Linked DNA regions of Bos taurus: region 2 is linked to region 1. The links are chromatin contacts, called in public Hi-C maps. All regions are on one chromosome and are shown on one strand. Each heading gives the region's core, a stretch centred on a gene start, on an enhancer-like site or on the middle of the called end of the contact. The rest is flanking DNA. Distances are from core to core; before and after follow the strand shown. Region 1 holds the start of RFFL (ring finger and FYVE like domain containing E3 ubiquitin protein ligase). Region 2 overlaps RFFL (ring finger and FYVE like domain containing E3 ubiquitin protein ligase).

Region 1 (2,910 bases), core at 211-2,710:
AAAACAATCAAAAAAGGATAAAGAAGTCGTCAAACCTGAAATCCCCTGAACTAGCTCCCAACCCTAGAATTCCATACACAAACTCGGCCAGCACCGTGTCCCCTGCCTGCTTCCATTCCTAGAAAAATGCTCCCGTAAGTGGACAACCCTGGCCACACTATCTTGAACTGTCACTGGAAAAACAACTACTCCGCACACAGTTGCAGCCAACAGGGGGTGACAAGAGGGGTCTGCCCTCCAAGCCATCTGTAAAACGGGATGGGCAAGAAACTTTCTTAGAAGGCCACGCAACACCTGGGGATGTTTGCTCCTTACGTTCTGGTGGCCTTTAGCCAGGGGGCAAAGTCACAGTTGTGGGTGAAGCCCTCTGTCGGAGCTAACAGTAACTCTGCCCTGGGATAGACCGGGAGGAGCACAGTACACTCTTCCTTGATTACACAAGCAGTTTTCCCCCTAGAACAAATGACAGGCCAACAGAAAGGAAAAAGTATACTGTTGTTTCTATCTTCAGCCAGCCTGACATCAAGCTCTGAGCAGGCAGAAGCCTGCGAGGCTGTGGCTCCCCGGGTCGAGCACTCTTCCCCATGTCTGGTCAAATGTCTCGTGGGCAACCCAGCTGCAGAGGCCCCACCGTTCCTCTCCGTCTTGGCCACTGGCGACCTCATACAGGTTACCTCAGGGGAACAGAAGACAATTTCCACCAGGGGCCCCTAGGTGGGGAGGGGGGCACGTGGGTGGGAGAAGCATAGCCCCAAACTTCTCCATCGAGCCTCCGAACTCCAGCCTCCACCTTCTTCCGAGAAGCCCGCGGGGCTCCTGCCCTGGAAAGTAGGGTCAGGCTAGTTCCTGAACGCAGGCCGCCGCGCGCACCTGCCTCAGTTTCCTCTGCTTCAAAAGCCGCATCTTTCCCCCCCACCCCCACAAGCCAACTGAACCTGCCGATCGGGTAGGGCGTTTGGAGATATATGATAACACACGGCTCCCGTTAGTGCCCCCACAGGTGAAGTGCTTCTGTGAGGGGCACTTTTTAATGGGACAGGTGCGGGCTACCTTGAATGCGCAGACTTTTCAGCGACGGAGGGCTTCCCCTCATCCCCTGTGGGCAGCGAGCGTCTCAGGCCGCGCCCCGCACAGAGGAGGCGCCCCCCGCCCCCACCCAGGACCACAGCCTGGCGAGACCCCGAGGCCGAGCAGCGCTCCCCCACTCCGGACTCCCCTAGAAGCCCAGCCTAGGCCGGGCGCCCCGCGGACCCCAGCGCGGGCGCCGCTGCCTCCTCACCTGTCGCGGCCGCCTGCCCAGCCCCGCACCTGGGAGGGGAAGGGGAGGGGAGGGGAGGGGCCGGATCCGGGCCGCGGGCGCCTCAGGCAGGGGCGCTGCGGGCTGCGCCGCGGCGGCGTCTCCGGGGCTGAGGGGCGCCGGGGGGCGGTCGCCACATCCTCGCGGGCGGCCCCAGGAAGTTGGCCCCCCCTCCGCCCCTCAGCCATCCCTAGCCGCCGGGGCCGGTCGCTCCCGCCCCTCGCGCAGGCCCCGCCCCTCGCGCAGGCCCCGCCCCCGGCGCGGCCCCGCCCCCTCGGGAGCGCGCCGCCGCCGCTCCTGCCGCGCCCGAGCCACCATAGAGAGGCGGGAGGCGCGCGGCAGACCAGAGGGCGGCCTCCGCACGCGCGCGCCCCCTGGCGGAGCCCCGGGCCGCGGGCTGCCGACCCCGGCCCACGAGCCTGAGCCCCTGTGTATGGCGACCCTACTCCGCTGTCGGGGCGTCTGCTGCTTCCAAGTCGACAGGGGTCACCGCACTCTGCGCGGGAGCTGAAGGGTCCAAACCGTGGTCCAGCTTGGAGAGCGTAAGCAAGCCCCGGAACATCGCAGAACTCGTTTCAAAAGAAAATTTTGAAAGTTGCCTCACTTCCATATCCCATTGTTCCTCACCACAATGTCTATCAGCAAGTGATGGCTCCCCCAAATTACAATGAAAGAAACCCAGGCCCATCGGGGTTCACTATCTAATTCAAGGTCGCATGATTGGGAGCTATTAGAAGCCAGATCTGAAGGACATCAAAACCCACGTTTGTCCCATGCACTCTATGGCACCTCCCTCTCAAGCATTTCCCAGTCTAAAGTGAGGAAACTCCTCAGAGGGAGGCCCTGGTAGAATGAAGATGACTCTGTAGGGAGGAACCCACCCCAGCCGTTCATCATCAACTGGGTACCTTTCAGCAGGTACTTAACATTTCTGAACTCTCCTTGCCTCATCCCTGAAGAAATTGGTACTGTTGGTGTGAGGCAGGTTGGTATGAGGATTAAATAAACCAATACATAAATTCAGAAGTGCTTAGCAACTATAAGGGGGCTTCCCTGGTGGCTTGGTGGTAAAGAATTTTGCCTGCCAATGCAGGTTGGTGAGTTCCATTCTTGGGTCTGGAAGATCCCCTGGAGAAGGAAATGGCAGCCCACTCCAGTATTCTTGCCTGGATAATCCCGTGGACAGAGGAGCCTGGTGGGCTACAGTCTGTGGGGTGGCAAAGCACAACTGAACAGCTGAGCATACACACAGTAAACTATTAATACAGAGCACTAGAGTTTGCATGGGGAATTGTTACCCAAGGTGGACTAATCTTCTTATACCTTAGTTTCCTATGGAGACCTCTCAGGGCTGTCCTGAACAGTTTGTATTTTAACAAAAGTAATATCACAAAGAAAAGTGGAGTAAAGATGATATCATTTATACATGCAGTCTCTGTCACTTTAAAAGTATTATTTCCAGTCTTTACAACCCAGCAAACTGAGTACTATTATTCCCATGTTATTTTTTTTCAATATTTATTTATTTGGCTGCGATGGGTCTTAGTTGTGGCATGTAAACTCTTAACTGTGCAGCACGTGGGATCTAGTTTCTTGACCAAGGATCGAAACCC
Region 2 (2,910 bases), core at 153-2,652, 48 kb before region 1:
TCTCCTGCATTGCAGGTGGATTCTTCACCCACTGAGCCACCTGGGAAGCCAGGGGCTGGGGGAGTGAGGGGAGCAGGGAAAGGGTGACAAAGATGAGAACAATGATCAGCTCCGTCCTCCGGGGTGGAGGAGTGACCAGGGAAGACAGACCCTATTGAGACAAGCTGGGACATGGGACCCTTTGTCGCAATTCCTGCACCAGGATAAACATCTCTTCGAACCACAAAATACAAAGAAGACTGTAAGGGATTAAAAATAACCTTGTGCATGTGTTGAGGCAAATTATGGGCAACAAGACACAAAAAGACCAAAGACACAACACAGCCACTTCTGAAGAGCTGGGGGCAAAAGCAGGGCACTGAGCCTGCCCTCTGCACGCAATGCCACCCAACAGGCAGGCAACCACCCAGACCACCCCTCCAGCCAGCCCCAGGAGCCACCCTTCCCTGCCCGCACCCACTGAAGGAAGAGCTCTACATGCCCCTCAGCAAGCAGGCAAGGTAACCTGCTGCTTGTTCTCGCTGCCTCCTGCTGCAGCAGGGGCCCTAATAAACCCTTGCTTGGATTTCTTGTCTGGTCTCTGATCAATTTCTATTAAGGAGACCAAGAACCCTGCTCAGTAACACTATTATGGGCCAGAAAGTCAAGAGCAAAAAGACTTTTCAAAAAAAACAAAAACAAAAACCAACAGCAGGGACCAGGACATGAAAGAAACTACAAAATGCTCGGCTGGATCAAAGATAAGGGTAGGGATGGACGAGAGTACCACAAGTAAACGCAGCCACTCAAAACCTTGTATTCCAGGACTTCCCTGGTGGCCCAGTGGTTAAAAAACTTGCCTGCCAATGCAAGGGATGCAGGTTCAGGCCCTGGTCAAGGATGATCCCACCTACCGCAGAGCAACTGGGCCCATGTGCCACGACTACTGCGCTTGCGCTCTGGAGCCCACAAGCCCTAACTACGGAAGCCTGCGTGCCTAGAGCCCCTGCTCCACAACAAGAGAAGCCACCGCAATGAGAAGCCCGCGCGCACCGCAACTAGAGAGTAGCCCCCGATCTCTGCAAATAAGAGAAAGTCCACGTGCAGCAGTAAAGACCCACAGCAGCCAAAAAAAAAAAAAAAAAACCACCCACAAAACTTTGTATTCCTTGGTAAGGAGGCTGGAATTTATCCTATAGGTAGCGGGACACCATTAAAGGTTGAGGCCACACGAGGCTTTGTGATCTTACCTGTATTTTAGAGTGGCCACTACAGCAATAAGCACTGTGGAGGACCAATCTGTGAGGGGCGGGTGGGAAGGAAGATATGAGGATACGGGCAGAAGAGAAAGGGACAGAGATCTGTGACAGACTTAGCAGGATGTGGTCATGAACCGAAGAGCTGGGGGCAGGGAGAGAGACCGGCTCTGAGTGACACAGCAGGAGCGAGAGTAGAATCCCTGATTGAGCTACAGCCCTCAGGAGGAGCACGTCTGCGGAAGGAGGGGCAGGTTAAGACTCTGAGTTGAGTTTTAGTACCTGTGGGGGCCTGCGGATGTACCGCGTCCGCTGAAAATACAGGCCTGGGGATCCTCACCTACTGCAAAGTACCAAAAGCCAGAGAGGGGCAGGAAGATGGTTAGACCGTCTGGGGCAGAAGAGAGGACGGCCTGGGAGAGCTCTCAGGAACATGTGATCTAATGCGCAAGCAGCGGAGAACCAACCGGCGCAAAGGAAGGAACCATGCTCAGAGGTGGGAGAACTGGAAGACTGTCTGGAATTTCAAAAAGAAATGTTCGACGCTGGCAAATGACTCAGAGAGTAGAATGCACAGAGGAACATGATGAACCTATTTTTAGGAAACTGAGTGTGCTCCATGCCCCAGCCGTTTAGGAAGAGAGAAGCTGATGGATAACCATAGGTTGGGAAGCAAGTGAGAAGTGAGGAGTTGCCAGACTCTAAGGATAAATTTTTCTCTCTAGAAACTTTTGACAGTGAAGGGAAGAGAGAAGGCAGCAGGTCTCAAGATAAGAGAAACGCAGACATATTCAGAGACCACAGAGGAAACCCCACAAAGACTCAAAGCTGACAGAGGAAGGGAAGGGAAGCTGGCAATAAATATGGGAACAAGGGCCATGAGGGAGAGAAAAGTGACCAAGACATGGGGGTGGATTCCCCCGGGGCAGGAGAAAGGTCACCTCTTTCCCCAGAGACTGGAGCAGAGGTGAAGACAGATGGGCTCAAAGCTAAGCTGACAGCACTAGCAAAGAGAGATGAAGAATGAAATATTTAACCACAAGAAGAAGGAAAAGGGTGGGACAAATTAGAGACTGAGACTTATATACACTATTGATACTGTGCATAAGATAGATACTTTGGCCACCTCATGCCAAAGAGCCAACTCTCTGAAAAAGACCCTGATGCTGGGAAAGAATGAGGGCAAGAGGAGAAGAGGGCAAGAGAGGATGAGATGGTTGGATGGCATCACTGACTCAATGGACATGAGTTTGAGCAAACTCAGGGAGACAGTGAAGGACAGCGAAGACTGGTGTGATGCAGTTCATGGGGTCACAAAGAGTCGCACACGACTTAGCGAACGAACAACAATAAGATAGATAACCAAGAACTTACTGTAGAGCAGACAGTGCTCAGTGGTGACCAAGAGGGCTTATATGTATACAGATAACTGATTCACTTTGCTGTACAGCAGAAACTAACATTGTAAAGCAACTATATACTGCAATAAAAATTTAAAAAAAAAAGAGGTAAGGACTTGGCCACATCACGGGCAGACCCCACTGGGTAAGGTACCATTGGGAGGGAAAAGTGGAGAGGTGGCCAGCTGTGTAGTATTTCAATTCCTGTGCTTTCACAAGTGCTTGGGAAGCACCAGAGGTGCTGGGCCCCAGGGAGTCCAAAAGTGATTTCCACA

The links. Hi-C and Micro-C count contacts between places; a contact is called where the count stands out from the background.
Region 2: a Hi-C map of skeletal muscle shows a contact between it and region 1, with 3 times the contacts expected there. The contact joins the enhancer-like site here to the promoter of RFFL in region 1. A contact is called at or near these places in 2 of 11 Hi-C or Micro-C datasets (skeletal muscle and an unstated tissue).

What each region holds. Positions count from the first base shown.
Region 1 is chr19:14,996,352-14,999,261 of ARS-UCD2.0, reverse strand. RFFL (ring finger and FYVE like domain containing E3 ubiquitin protein ligase) reads right to left here and starts at 1,460. Exons shown (of 7, transcript XM_005220052.5): 1 at 1,280-1,460.
Region 2 is chr19:15,044,778-15,047,687 of ARS-UCD2.0, reverse strand. All of the region lies in intron 1 of RFFL (ring finger and FYVE like domain containing E3 ubiquitin protein ligase), which reads right to left. Among named protein-coding and RNA genes, the nearest start is that of RFFL, 48 kb to the right of the region's middle. Within about 2 kb of position 1,402, at least 18 of the 102 cell types and tissues checked have an H3K27ac peak or open chromatin away from gene starts, as enhancers often do.